Regions from separate parts of the Ovis aries genome. Here all the other regions are linked to region 1. The links are chromatin contacts, called in public Hi-C maps. All regions are on one chromosome and are shown on one strand. The core of a region is the stretch at or near the end of the contact, and the rest is flanking DNA. Distances in the headings are between cores, read along the strand shown.

Region 1 (4,887 bases), core at 894-3,393:
AAACCTGGGGAGAGCCAGCCTTGCTGAGGCCAGACCTGCACAGAGGGTGTGAGGAACCTACCAGCCTCAGAGCAGGGTTGGGCTTCCCTGGGACGGAGAGGAAAGAGTTAAGTCGACTCTGGGCTCCAGAGGGCGGCTCTACAGCTATAAACAGTGAGCCAAGGGAGGGAGGGAGCTGACACAGGATGTGGCCAGGGCTCGAGCTGTCTGATTATTAACTTCACTTTTATTTGGAGGGGGATTCGATTCTCTGTTTTACTTCCCATCAAGGAAGTGAAAGCCCAGGTCTCGGAGGGGCCTGGTTTCAAATTGTTTTGTCACAGCTCATTTATTTTTCCTCTTAAATAAATAAACAAAACCACCTCTTTGTTTTCCCCTGAATGAATGTTCAGCAAATTATCTGTGGGTGAGGCATGAAAGGGGTTTTCTGGAGTCTTTCGTGGGGGCACTTGGGCTTTTTTTTTAAAAGGAAAAAAGAAAAGATTATTTTAGCTTCGACCTTCTCCAAGACTGTCAAGGCACTTTCTTTTCTGTCTCATCTTGAGATGGCAGCCTGAAATCACAGCCTCAAGCCCAGTCAGACACACAGACCTTCCTCTGCTGGTCCTTGGGGCCAGCCTTCACATGTCACAGGCTCCAACCCCAAGGCCACACAGTGGAAGCAACAAGAACACTTGGAGCTCAGTGGTTAGTTAGTCCTCTTGGTCAGCTAGGACCCATGGTTTTTGTTCCTTCCACTAAAAATAACAAAGCAATTAAACACAAAAGGGTTCCATCACAGCTTAATAAAATTCCATTGCATGTTCCTTCGCTCAAGGTTCAAAATATTTGGAAAATTTGTTTACAACACTAAAACCATTCAATAATCTCTTGACTCTTGGAATAACCCTTTCCTGTACGACTGACATATGGGAGGGACCAAGGGGGATACAAAGACCACTGTCACACAGTCCCTACCCTCCTGGTGCCCACAGTTCAGAGAGGAGAGAGGAAAACAGAAGCTCCTACAGCAGAGGTCAGTGGAACCACAGGTGGGCAGGGAGGGAAAAGACAGGCTCCGCTGGAAATGAAGGGGGAAATGGAGGATGGTTTCCTGGAGCTTATATTTAAGCTGGATCTTGAAGAACCGATGCTATTAAGAAGAAAGGATATGCGAAGAGCTGAAAAGTACTCGTATGACAGACAATATCAATGTGTGAACCAGGTCAGATACAAGACCGCAGGACCGGTGGAGCCTGGAGGGCCTATGGCTCCTCAAATGGCATTCAGAAAGGCGGCTGAAGGCCTCAAGGTGGAGAGGAGCTCAAAGGAGCAGGCCACTTCAATTCTGCTTCAGCTGCCAGTCCCTGGCTTGGCTGGGAGACGGGCCTGCGTGTGAAGAAGCTGCTGTTAATGCTGTGAGATACAGTTGTCTGGGGGCGGGGGTGCCGACTGACGCTGGGCTAGTCCCAGACACCTGAAGACCACCAGGAGCAACGTTTGCTGCCTGTTCGCGGCCTCTAAGCTTTCTGATCCTGGAATAAGGGGCAAAGAAGGAAGGGGTGACTGGAACAAATCAATTCACTTACAAAGGCTCGGGCTCCTCATGCTATATGGGATATGGGATGGGGTTTCCAAACACCACCACCACCCCGGGGGGAGTTGCCAGGATCCAAGGTTTTCTTCTAGGTCTTGGAAATTCCGCGGCATCGCAGCTTCCAACCCTCAAGGTGCCCTCGCCGCCGGGCTGGGCCGGGCGCCGGCCACGAGGGGGTTAAGGCGCCGCCAAGATGGCCGCCTTGTTTTGCACTCCTGAGGGGTCACGCGGCAGGCTGCCCTTTGCCTCTGGGGAGGCAGTCAAGGTCCCGCCGCCCTCCCCGGGCGGGCGCTCTGCCCTTTGCGGCCGGACGGCGCCTCCTCCCCTGCGCGTCCCGCACTCTCGGGGCCGCTGAACTTTCCAGGCCCCGAGCGAGCCAAACTCCCAACCTTCCAGGCAGCAGGCCTGGCCTTGGAGGAGGCGAGGCACGGAGCCCCACCCAGCCACCCCCGGCGATACCGGGGCCGGGGGTGCGCTCCAGCCGGCTCCTTCGGCCTCTGAGAGCGTCTGGGGGACCTGTGAGCCGAGGCCGCAGCCTGGGCCGCGATCCCTACTTCTCGTCTCTTGCCTGAAGCCGCCCCGGCCGCCTCCCGGAAGGCCTCCGAGGGCTGCGCCCGCCTGCAGCCGAGCAGGGGCGCGATGCAACGTGGTCGCACTGCCCTCCAGTGGCCGGTGTGCCGAACAGCACGGCGGGCCGGGGCAAGGGTCCCGGTGATGACCCAGGGTCCCGGACACTCGGCCGGGCCGGCGGGCCCGACGTGGACTTGCTCATCCCCAGTGCCTTTTATCGGCGGCCCTTTGCCGCGGGGGCACTGATCCAACAGCAGGGCATTTGCTTCCGCCAGTGGTTCTTGAACTCCTCTGTGCCCCCTGAATCTGAGTGCCCAGTTGCTTCAAACCCAGATTCCTACACCCAAAGTCAGGACATCTGCATTTCCTTGCTAACAAGTTCCCAGGAGCAGCTCCTAGGGAGACATTTATAGAACAACTGGCCCAGCGGCTCCTCCTGTCCTGAGGATCCTGTTATTCACTCATTGAGTCTCATATGCCCTGCTGGGCACTGAAGACCAGAGGTGACCGTCACCAAGCTCCTACCTCATGAGACCCTCTCTAACAGAAGAGACAGATTCGTTTAAACAGATAATCTCATAAATAAATACGGTTCCATTTGAGAAAGTGTTCAAATTCCTCTGAAGGAAAAGAATAAGCTGCTCAAAGAACTTGTATGCATGGAAAACTATTTCAGAGTTGGGATGAGGAGGCTGTTGTTCCCTCTCTGAGGAACCTCTAAGCTGAGGCCAACAGGAAGAAGGAAGAGATGTCAGGGAGGTGGGAGAGAGTCTGAGGCAGCAGGTAGAACAGGTGAGAAGCTGTAGATGGTGAAAGGAGATGCAGAGACTGGAAGGATGGAACTGGATGGTGGAAGGGGAGGGGATGTAGAGGGTCAGAGACCCCAGGTCTATTCATCTGGTACCCAAAGACCCCACTTCAAAAGGGGCAACATGCAGAGAAAGCTGAACAATTAGCCACCTGCCTCAGAGCCCAGGAATCATGTCCCACCAGCGAAAACCTCTGCCAAGTGCCCCGGGCCCGTGAACTTGCTGCTCCCTGAACCAGATTTGTGCGGGCTTCTCCCCTAAACCTGAAGGAGAGCCACATTTGATGGATCCAGGTGAGCAACGGTAAGAAGACATGCTGTACCATCTATCCACCTGCACGTTGGGCGTTTCATCTCCTCCCTACTGTGGGTACAGGATACAGCCATTTCTCCAATGAGCATTTTTAATTATCTATGTGTCTGCTCTGGAGTCACCTCAGTGACACATGAGGTGTGCCACAAGGGGCATGGCCTGCCCCCTGGACTGTCCTACAGGGCAGGGAGATGGAGGACCCCATCCCTGACCCCAGTCTCAGTTCCTAGCCAGCTGCCTGAATCCACATCCCACCCACATATCCCTGGGGCAGCTCCTGGAGGGGAAGGGGGCAGGGAACAAGATGGCAACGGGAGGCTGAGGACTCTACTGTGAGGATGTTGTGTGTGTGCACGCTCAGTCGCTCATTCATTTCTGAGTCTTTGTGGCCCCTTGGACTGTAACCCTCCAGGCTCCTTTGTCCATGGGATTCTCCAGGCAAGAATACTGGAGTGGGTTGCCACTTCCTTCTCCAGGGGATCTTCCCAACCCAGGGATCAAACCCACGTATCTTGTGTCTCCTGGATTCTTTACCACTGCACCACTGACTTGGTATCAATGCCAGTTTGATGGCAGGGGTGACCTCCATCCACTCCACTGCCTCTATTCCTCAAGCTTAATCTCTAGGTATCTTCTCATTAGGACTGTCACCTTGCACAGTCACTTTCCTCTCCAGTTTTCTCATCGGAAAAATGGGGGTGGAGATGAGTTGTATTAGATGGTCTCCAAGGTGTTTTGATCCAGGCCTAGCCCATCAGCCCACAGCTGGAGGGATGGATGAAGAGAAGGTTTCTGCTCAGTGACACTGCAACTATGCAAAGTCAGGCCTTGGTGCTAATCACCTCCAGGTTGTGGGGAGGGAGAGAAGAACATCTGGAAATCTGTTGCAGCTTCAGAGTCGAACCAGTCCAGTTCAAATACTGGCTCGCTGTGTGATCTCCAGCAAGTGGCTCAACCTCTCTGAGCCTCAGCTTCCTCACTTGAGAAATGAGGATAACATAGGACCTTACCTCACAGGTTGTTCTGCAGATGAACGGTGATAACTAACCACTTATCAAGCACTTATTCTATGTGAGATGGCACACTAAGGGCTTCTCAGGAGTGACATGAGGTCACGCACGTAGTCCTGGATCGCTGCCGGCAAGGAGTGAGGTTTGATAATGAGAGCCCCAGTTGTTATCATTTCACAATCGCCCCCTGGTGCTTTGCACAGGCGGGTGCGTTCAGTAGACAGGAGGGGCTTAGCAAGCCCTCAGCACACAGGAAGCACTCAATAAAAGATGGCCTTTATTATTAAGACAGAAGGGACCCTTGTGAAGAGTTCCTGCAGCAAGAAGTGGGGGAGGGTGGGCTGAGACCAGGGCGCACCGGCTTCTCCCCAGGCGGGCCAGGCCCTGTGCTGCCTACTTAGCCATTGCCCGAGCTGCGACGTCAGCTCTTACTCACCCTTCCCAGAGAGCTGCTAATTAGCCTCCTCACAGCCAGGAGCTCCCCAGATGAAAGGTGCCTAATACACATGCAAGGCGTGACCCCCATATTTATAACCAAGGTTCCCTTGGGTGAGGAAGGCCTGGAGGCGGGGAGACAGGCTAGATCAGGGCCTCACCTTCTTTATGGCAG
Region 2 (4,887 bases), core at 1,329-3,828, 970 kb before region 1:
GAAACTGATATCAAGTAATCAAAGAAACCAGAAAGTTCATAAAAATTTGTTTTTTAACTCTGTGCTAAAAATAGGATTGGGGCTTCCCAGGTGGCCCTAGTGGTAAAGAACCTGTCTGCTAATGCAGGATACATTAGAGAGGTGGGTTCAGTCCCTGCATTGGCAGATGCCCTGGAGCAGGAAATGGCAACCCATTCCAGTATTCTTGCCTGGAGAATTCCATGGACAGAGGAACCTGGCAGGCTACAGTCCATAAGGTCGCAAAGAGTTAGACATGACTGAAGCAACTTAGCATAAAAAACAGAATTATATGAGTTCATAAGCCTTTCTTTGAAGTTAGTAGTTTAGACAGTAATTGACTAGAATCCAAATTTAAAGGAAGAAAAGAATCATGTAAATCTCCATTCTATATGTGCTAATACAATACTTTCTTATAAATAACTTCCAGAGTAAGGAAAAATGAGGGAAAAGACTGAAGTTTAACTCCTATACCACTAACTGTTAATAGCACTGCCAGGAAGAACTTCAAAATTCACACAGAGAACACTGGTTGCTAGGGGACAAAGAAGGAATCAATGCACAAATGGGTAGTCCCAGGGACTGGTGGAGGGGGGGTGCCGGAATTCTTTTGCGGTGATGCCTGATTATAGTGGTAGTTACATGAATCTTAGAATGGATAAAGATGCACAGAGCTGCACACATAAAAATGAATACATATTGGGACTACCCTGGTGGTCCAGTGGTTGGGACTCACACTTCTAATGCACGGGGTGTGGGTTCCATCTCTGGTTGGGGCACTAGGACCCTGCATGCAGTGCAGAACGGCCAAAAAAAAAAAAAAAAAAAGAGAGAGAGAGAATGCAGATTAAAAAAACTGTGAAAACCAAATCAGGATGTAGTCTAGCTATCAGTGGTGGTGGTTTAGTCGCCTAGTCGTGTCCAACTCTTTGCGACCCCATGGCCTGCCAGCTCCTCTGTCCATGGGATTTCCCAGGAAAGAATACTGGAGTGGGTTGCCATTTCCTTCTCCAAGGGATATTCCTGACCCTGGGGCTGAACCCGAGTCTCCTGCATTGGCAGGCGAATTCTTTACTGCTAAGCCATGAGGGAAGCCCCCCCTAGTTAACAGTACTGGTGTCAATTTTGTGGTTTGATATTCACTATAGTTATATAAGATGTCACAATTGGGGGAAGTTGGGGAAAGGGTACTCTTTGTATTATTTATGCATTTCTTGTGAGTCTATAATTAATTATTTCAAAATAAAAAGTTTCAAGTGAACTCACTTCTGGTCCTTTGTTAAAGCTACAACAGTATCTTCAATATCACAAGCAAGAAGGGAGCAGGATTTGCTCTTATGGAGGCAAAGAAAATGCTTTATTATTAATGATAATAAACATGAAATGCTCGTTCCAGGCTTAAATGCAGTTTCAGATGATAGTTCAAAGCCAAACTGATTAAGTAATAAACAGGCATGTAACAATATTATAGAAGTAAAATTTCAGAACAAGTGAAATACAATCTGCCTTTGTTAATTCTTCAAAGGTGATTGAGTGAGGCACGTGGACCAGAGCTCAAGTATTGAACATTTCCTCTCTCGTCCTGTGACTGCATGGCAGGAAGCAAGAGATCCCTTACCTCAGCTGATTGGGACACAGGACCAGCGCCCAAAGTATATCTTCCACCTTCTTTGGGATATCCCCTTGTGCCTCGTGTAGCTGAGGTACGCATGCCTTTGCCAGCTCCCATTCTCCTCTCCGAAGGCACTCACAGAAAAATCCTAAAAGCTGCTTCTGGGAAGCAGCTTCCTCTTTTCCAAATGGATGGTGCATTTTCCCCAGCACAGAGTGCAGGGAGATAGAAACAGATGAATTACAGAAAACACATCGGCTTTTTTCTCATTTGTGGACTATCTCCTAGAAACAATACACATCCGAGAGAAAAGAAAAGGAAGGAATAAGACAAACTAGTAATCACTTCCCGTACGAGGAAAGGCAGGACTTACTTTTCTAATCTGACATGTTACTGTCTCTCTTTTTGAGAAGTTCCACCTTTCCCCAAGGGGTGGATCCCATCTCTCTAGGCGCATCCAATATTTGATTAATATTAATCGTCATATTAGCCCGCAACGCAGACCCAAAACTCCACTTCCTTATTTCCTCCTGAACTTTATGCCCAATCTGGCTTCAAATCCCCAGGTGGTCGCCTCCCTAAAGATGAGAAATTCAGCAGGAACCTCCCTAGTTTGAGCCCTCTTTTAAGGCAGAGCACTGACGATCAGGAGAGGAATCGGTGTCAGAACGGGAAGGCGGTGGGGATTGGGGCGCGGGGACGCTTCCTATCCGGATCGTGGAGAGCGCTCCTGCCTCCTCCGGGCGCCTTACACTCACCCGCTCCCGGTGCCCAAATCTGTACATCTTCCAGCGAAGCCATGTTTGAGCCGAGTCAGGTGACAAATCTTGTTCGGCAGGCTGGGGCAGGGGGGTGAGGGGGAGGCGGGAATGAGGATTGACATCGGCTACTGTAATTGGTCAATGGAGGAAAGATGCAAATAAAGCGCCATATTTGTTTGGGTCACGTGACTCTACCTCAGGACCCGAGGAAGCTAGCCAGCTGGGAAAGCGATACCAGATACGTGCCTTAGGACCATCCCTCACAGTTCTGACAGTTCCTCCGCTTGATACCTTCCGTTTTGCCTTCGATGGAGCGAGTGGCAGGAATAGCTGTGTGCCTTGATCTTTTTTCTTTTGTTTTCTTTTCTCCTCCTAGTTTGAAGTTAGCGTTTACCTAGCGCCAGCCAGTGACAGTGCTTTGCCACGCCCTGGGGATACCCAGATCAAGGAGACTTAAGTCCTTCGTTATTATTCCGTCCACTTGGACTCCCTTATAATTCTGGAACCCTACGTTCTGAATTTCCAGTTCCTTCTGCTTAACTCCCGTTATGTATTTGCTCATTTTCCGACTTATGACCAACCTAGACAACATATTAAAAAGCAGAGACATTACTTTGTCAACAAAGGTCCGTCTAGTCAAGGCTATGGTTTTTCCAGTAGTCATGTATGGATGTGAGAGTCGGACTATAAAGAAAGCTGAGCGCCAAAGAATTGATGCTCTTGAACTGTGGTGTTGGAGAAGACTCTTGAGAGTCCCTTGGACTGCAAGGAGATCCAACTAGTCCATCCTAAAGGAGATCAGTCCTGGGTGTTCATTGGAAGGACTGATGTTGAAGCTGAAACTCCAATACTTTGGCCACCTGATGTGAAGAGCTGACTCATTTGAAAAGACCCTGATGCTCAGAGGGATTGAGGGCAGGAGGAGAAGGGGACGACAGAGGATGAGATGGCTTGGTGGCATCACCGACTCAATGGACACGGGTTTGGGTGGACTCGGGGAGTTGGTGATGAACAGGGAGGCCTGGCGTGCTGCAGTTCATGGGGTTGTAAAGAGTCGGATACAACTGAGCAACTGAACTGAACTGAACCGACAACCGTGAAGTGCGCTAGACTCTACTTTAGAAGCTGAAGAAGATGTGGTCCTTGTCCTCAAAGAGATCACAGTCTACTGAGGGGTACAGGTCAATAGTTACGATGCAGTGGGCTAAATGATAACACAGAGGTATGCACAGGGGAGATGAGAGCAAAGAATTAGCAAAAAGCCATTTTCAAATATAATAATCTGAAATCGAGTCTTAAAACAATTTACTAGGTTTCCTCATCACAGCTGTTTTTATACTGAACTTTCTGGTTTCCGTCATGTTCTTCAACTATAGACTCGGACTTTTCCCCATTACATGTTTTTGGCTTGAGCAGTTTCATTGAATATTTTCCAAACTATTTCACCACTAAAGGCGGAGAAAAAACCAAAGCAACCCAAAAATTATCTTCCAAAACTTGGATGATTGGTGGATTCTCGTCTATTCTCAGAAAATTGACGTGTCTTTCTGGTCCATTAAGCAGCTTTTAAATGAAGTGACAAAATAAAGAATAGAAACTTAAAGTTATTTCCTGGCATCGTATTCTCCTTGCTGACATTCCTCCACCGGGTTTTGATAATCACTATAATGAGAAATTGACTGGGACTCACCGATATTAGAGAGTGTGAACTACAATTCCCAGCAAGCAGCGGAGCCGCCCTGGGCCTGTGCCTACCTTTTATTGGATAGTTCCCCAGGGTGACGACCCAACCAGGGCTTCGGTTATTGCTTTCCATCGCTTTCCGCGGGTAAGTGTGTAAGGGATAGGGGAAACTTTGAAAGTTGGATGCTGCAGAACCCGGTACTGGAAAGTTTCCTGTTGCGGGCGGTTTGGGGGAATGGGGTGCGCTTAGTATTTCCTACTCCCTCTCTGGGCACGTGTTGTTGATATCGGGGGAGTGGAGAGCCACTCTTGGGTGCAGACGCACGCCCCCTTAGGTACATTGGGATCTTATCTTGAGCCCAGCCGCAGATCTTAGGGGGTCTGGTCTTCCTTTGTGGGGGTTGCGTGGAAGCTGCACCTTGTTGGGAAGAGCTGTTAAGGGATTCTGGGGTGATGTTTTCGCCTCTTGATGTCCATCCATCTTCCCACGTGTGGGCAGTTTGAGGTCTAGGAAGGAGAGCCCGTCATTAAGGGAAGTTGAGTGTCTGCCTGTCTTCAGGTGTTGTTGAATTAAGAGGTACTTAATAGTGTGGAATATGGAGTCAGATACCTGGGTTCGAATGCAGACTCCACCTTGTGCTAGATGTTAGGCTTTGCTTAAGTTTTTCAACTCAGTGCCTCGGTATCAAACTATAAAATGGGGTAAAAATCTGAGTTCTTGGAAAAGTGGCATGTAATAAGGGCTCAAGAAATATTAGCTATTATTGTTAATTCACAATTTTCTATCGTAAGGATTTTTCTTTTCTTGATAAG
Region 3 (4,887 bases), core at 1,303-3,802, 580 kb before region 1:
TTGGTTTGGGGCAAATGTGAAATCCCTGAACTTTCCCCAGGAAAATATTAGCTCCCTGGAACACACAGTGGGTCCTAACTCTCTGGACAGAAGTGTGTCTTGAGAGAGAAAAAAGAATCCAGCACCTTCCCATTTAGCCTCCTGGCTCGGTTTGGCCAGGAGAGAAAGATTGATGAAAACCCTGATTAGATCTGTCTCCATGGCCTCCAGCAGATTATTGGAAAGGCCTGAAAAAATCCTTTTGATACAGGGGGTAGAGGTTCCAGTGGACGGGGCAGGGGTGGGGTGGGGGGGGAAGGCTGAATCTTGCTGGCCCAAATGTGCCGGGATGCATATAAACAAGCAGCCGGTGGGGGTGGTGGGGGGAAGAATGAGCAAAGGCTGAGCATTTTTACAAGACTAGGCACCGAAATTCTCCTAAGGGAGACGGAACCTGGAACATTTAAAATAAGGCACTTCCATATGGGAAGAAGAGCCTGTAAACTCAGTGTGGTTGAGATTTCAGAAACAGAAATCCATGGCTAGGTTTTTCTAGGCAGGACTTGTATCCTCTGTTGGCAGTCAGGTTCCAAGCCTGACCCCTCTGCCGTGTGACTCTGGTCTGACGTTCATGTCAGGAAAACTCTAGGCTGTTTTTGCCGTCCTCCCTGCTAATGTTGACATTGGTAGGGAGAGAGGAAATCTGGATAAATAGAACTCTTTTCTTGGCGTTGTTAAAAATATTACTAAAAAGAGCAAAGGGTGTTTTCGGAGCTACATGGAAGCAAAGTCTTTCTTTGGAACTTTGAAAGCCTAGGTAGGTGGCTGGGTAAGCATTTTCTCGCAGCCTGTTTGTTTTAGCCTGTGGTGGTTTCTGATTAGCTTTAAGATTCTGATAGAGGGCACACACCCCCCCATCCCTCAGTGGCTCTCTCTCCTGATGCTGTCCTTTGTATCTTGTGATTGAAAACTTACACACCGTTAGGACTTTTCTGAAGATCACATTGTAGCTGGTCTACCAGGAGCTTTAAATTTTCTTGAAATTTTACTGTCAAAAGCAGAAGAACAGCTTTTCATCATTGAACTGGGAGGGGCAGTTTTGTTTGCCCCTTACGTTTTGTGCTTTCAGAAACTGAAATTGAGAACTCCAAGCAACTTGCCTGAAGTTATACCATTTAGTTAGTATGGCCTGATGCCTGGGTTATTATCACAACAAAAGCTGTGCCCCCAGAAGGAAATTTCGGTTCAGATTCTCTATAACTTTAAGAACATGGACAAATATATGGATTTTAGTAAAAACAGCTGATCAAGATAACCTCATCATTCTCAAGGGAATGTAACTTTGAGGAGACACATTTGGAATAACCTGATTTTACACGATAATACAAATTCCTTCTCTACTCTAGTGGGGGAGACTTTCCTATGTTGCATAAGCTATTTGAACATTTTCTAATTTAATACTTCTTATAATCGTAAAGACATTTGTGCTGTGCTCAGCCGCTTCATTGGTCTCCAACTCTTTGTGACACTGTGGTCTGTAGCCCACCAGGCTCCTCTGTCCATGGGGATTCTCCAGGCAAGAATAGTGGAGAGGGTTGCCATGCCCTCCTCCAGGGGATCTTCCCAACTCAGGGATCGAACCTGCATCTCCTGAGTCTCCTGCATTGCAGGCAGATTGTTGACCCACCGAGCCACCTGGGAAGTATACTTATTTGAGAATAAACACAAATTGGTTATGCAAGCCCTTCACACAGAGGGCTCCGTAGATGTAACTGATGCTGTCAGCCAAGGAAGGGTACGACAGAGCAGCGGAGATGGTCTCCATAGTGCTTTCTAGCTGACAGGCGCCTTTGCATACATGTTCAAACTGATCCTCTGGACAGTTTTGTAAAAGTAGGAAAAGCAGGCATAAGTACAACTGTTTTCCAGAAAAGAAAAACAAAGCTCAGAGATACAGAGTAACTCACCCAGCACAGGTGGGTGCTGAGTTGGGTCTCAAACCCAGGCTTTCACTCTAAGCCCGCGGTTCGTTTCATTACCCCCTGATACATGCATACACAGGTGACAGTGCCTTGTGGAGCAATCCCTGGTTTCTTTTCTTTCTAAGGCAGAAAGTATAGTGGCTACACTGCGCCTGCCCAGATGGTTTTTACTTCCTGGCTTGTTTTATTCTATTAGTGCTATTTACCTTCCATGGAGGGACTCAGCCTTTTAAAAATCATTAAAATGGGTTTTTGAGGTTATCCTCGTTTCTCCTTCACATCCTGAACTTGAGACCTAATGTTCCCCGTCTTTCCATTCAAAGGAGAAAAGGATTATTGTGATTGTTGGTGATGCCTCCCCAGGATGCCAGCATAAATGAAGGATGCTCTTTTTTTAAGAAAGAAAGAAAGAAAAAATGCAGTTTAGCAGTGTTCTTGGTTCTTTTTACTCTTTTAACACTGCATCTACTTTTAAAGATATTTGTTTGTTTCCGTGTGAAACACTAGGTGGCAGAATTACTACACCACATAGCACGATAGCCTTTGTTTCTTGCTGCTCTTGGAGCAGGGACCCGAGCTGTGAGGCATAAACCATCTGTGGTTGCAGGAGATTGGACCAACCAACCTGGCCAATATTTTCTTGACAGGGAGCTGGCTGCAGTGATTCTAAAACATATGCTTCCAAGATACTGTCTTTAAGGTTTCCCTCTTTCCTTTTTTTTCCAGCTCCCCAGCATTTTAATTTCTATGCCCCATTGCATCCATGTAGACAGGGCCTGCAGGCAGCTGCTGTGAAATGGCAAATCTAGATGGACGCACCCAGTGGCGCTGGCACTCTTGCCCTTGTGTGCCAGTGGGTCAGGGAGGGTCTGGGGAAAAGAGGCCTGAGCCCTTGTCCCCAAGTGGTGTCGGCGGGTGTGGCCGAGGGGCAGCAGGGGCCAAGCTGGACCAAGCTTGAAAATGCTGCCCTCATTAACTCAGGTATACAGAAGGGCTTTGGTTTTGAAAGAACAGCCTGATCTTGGTTCAGCTGTTTAGCGGGTTTAGAAATGCTGCCACGTGCTCTGTGGGACCCTGCCTCTGTTTCTTCCCCCTGATGCTGCTCTGCCCGAGTCGCAGTGCTGGAAGTGTCTGCTGCCCTGAGCCCCTCCTGAGCCACAGGATGTGCTGTGCTAAACGGAGCTGCTCTGGCGTTGTCCTTTCACGTTGTAAAGGGGATGAGCTTGGGGGTGCAGAAATACTTCTTCGGATTTTTTGCTGAAAAAGAATATCGTTGTAACAAAACAATCCATATTTAAGTCTAGCGATAGCACTCTAAGTATACTCTACCTCAAGGCATCCCAATGAAACCAAGTCTGAATGTGTAAAATGGATCAAACAGAAAGGTCTTATTTTAATTATAAAAGCATTCCTTACAACTGGAGCCACAATCGGATTTTCATTAAATAGCATGCTTCCTGATGTGAATTGTAAATGATTCCATTTACAAAAGCGAAGAAAAAAGAAGTATTTAAACCTTGACTTTTCAGGAACCCACTTGTTGCATGAACTGGACTACAGTTTACCGTACTTCCACCACACCCTACTCTACTTTCCAACTGGGAATCTCAGGGTATTTTTAGCTTATAGCTGAGGGTGCCGGCCCTGACTTGAGTTTTCAGGGAAGACATTGGTGACGTGAAGGCTCCTTGTTGATGGGACCCAGGTGAGTCACAGTAATCAGGGCAAGCCTGCAGCTTAGGGATTTGGGGGTTTTGTTTGTTTGTTCGCCCTCCAGAGATGCCACTTGTTCATAAAGAATAAACTATGTGACTTTTGAGAATACCTGAAACAACGTACATAAATCAGGCCACGGATATCCATCTCAGGCCACCACCGTGGGGAGGCTTTGAAGCTCAAAGAGGGTTGTGAGACCTTCTTGTTTGTTAAGAATGAAATGTCATAAAAATTCCAAAGCAAGACTCAAATTTCCAGGGGGAAGGGACCTCTTTATTGTTTCCTCTAATAGCTGCTTTGGTGCTTTAGTGAATAAATGTGTTGCTCAAAATAACCCGAGATGCAGCCTCGGAACTATAGCCTGGCTTGGCTCCACTTTTGTACTGAGCATCCATTCTGAATTATTTATTTATGATCGTTTCGCTATTTTCATCACTCCTCGCTACCCCCTCTCCCCACTCCCTGCCACCATTTGTCCTGTGTTTTATTCTCATACCCTTCAATTAAGTGATATCTTCTGCTCTGAGGACAACAGCAAATGTGTCTCTGCGTGTTTATGTGGGATCCTCAGTACGCAGGCCATGCTTTTAAGTTTCTGGAATAGAACAATGACAGAAATGAGTCATGGCTTGTTTCCATGTTTGCTTCTGAGTCAAGAAACTTAGTTTTCCCATTATAATGCTCAAGATGCAGAGACATAACCAAAATGTAGTCAGCTCCTTTCATCAGATGTTTTTGAATCATACAGAATTCTCTAGATTTGTATTTCCAAAATGAAAAAAGCACAGTGGCCATGGTTTTATTATTTTTTGTCCATAGGGAGAAAAGCCTTACCCAAAATAGGCCAGATCTTCCCCCAAATTTTCTCCAGCAACAGGCCTTGAGGGTATGCCCAAGGTTGGTCATAACCTTAGGATGACCAGCCTTCACTGAGGGCCTTATACATGTATTTAAATAACATCTTAAAACCGGAGACCTGAGGGACTGGGATCTAATAGTAAGAAAATAATGAGATACAACTGAGGATTACGGGGCATTTGTGGGGCAAGGGTAGAATATTGGCAAAACAAAACAGGAGGGGCGAGCTAGGGGCCCAGCCCCAGTGCAGTGGCTGGACTGTGGCAAAGGGTGACCAGAGGCTCTGGCGCCTCCCCCTTCATGGATACAAGCCAGAGATGTCAGTTTGCCTTGATTTTCAAACATAATAAAG

Evidence for each region. A called contact is a pair of places that touch in the nucleus more often than the background predicts.
Region 2: a contact with region 1 is called in a Hi-C map of blood, with 4 times the contacts expected there. The contact joins the promoter of RAD51B here to the enhancer-like site in region 1. A contact is called at or near these places in 8 of 16 Hi-C or Micro-C datasets (blood, mixed tissues, omental adipose tissue and 2 more).
Region 3: a contact with region 1 is called in a Hi-C map of liver, with 11 times the contacts expected there. The contact joins two enhancer-like sites. A contact is called at or near these places in 14 of 16 Hi-C or Micro-C datasets (blood, hypothalamus, liver and 7 more).

The regions. Positions count from the first base shown.
Region 1 is chr7:78,721,883-78,726,769 of ARS-UI_Ramb_v3.0, forward strand. No RefSeq gene overlaps it. Among named protein-coding and RNA genes, the nearest start is that of ZFP36L1, 21 kb to the left of the region's middle. Within about 2 kb of position 2,144, at least 33 of the 54 cell types and tissues checked have an H3K27ac peak or open chromatin away from gene starts, as enhancers often do. A contact at or near this core is called in liver, where this site is marked.
Region 2 is chr7:77,755,280-77,760,166 of ARS-UI_Ramb_v3.0, forward strand. It overlaps RAD51B (RAD51 paralog B), which reads left to right and starts at 2,579. Exons shown (of 11, transcript XM_060418204.1): 1 at 2,579-4,219. It overlaps ZFYVE26 (zinc finger FYVE-type containing 26), which reads right to left and starts at 2,445. Exons shown (of 41, transcript XM_060418198.1): 1 at 2,389-2,445; 2 at 1,637-1,914. The coding sequence starts at 1,830.
Region 3 is chr7:78,144,604-78,149,490 of ARS-UI_Ramb_v3.0, forward strand. All of the region lies in intron 7 of RAD51B (RAD51 paralog B), which reads left to right. Among named protein-coding and RNA genes, the nearest start is that of RAD51B, 390 kb to the left of the region's middle. Within about 2 kb of position 2,553, at least 29 of the 54 cell types and tissues checked have an H3K27ac peak or open chromatin away from gene starts, as enhancers often do. A contact at or near this core is called in liver, where this site is marked.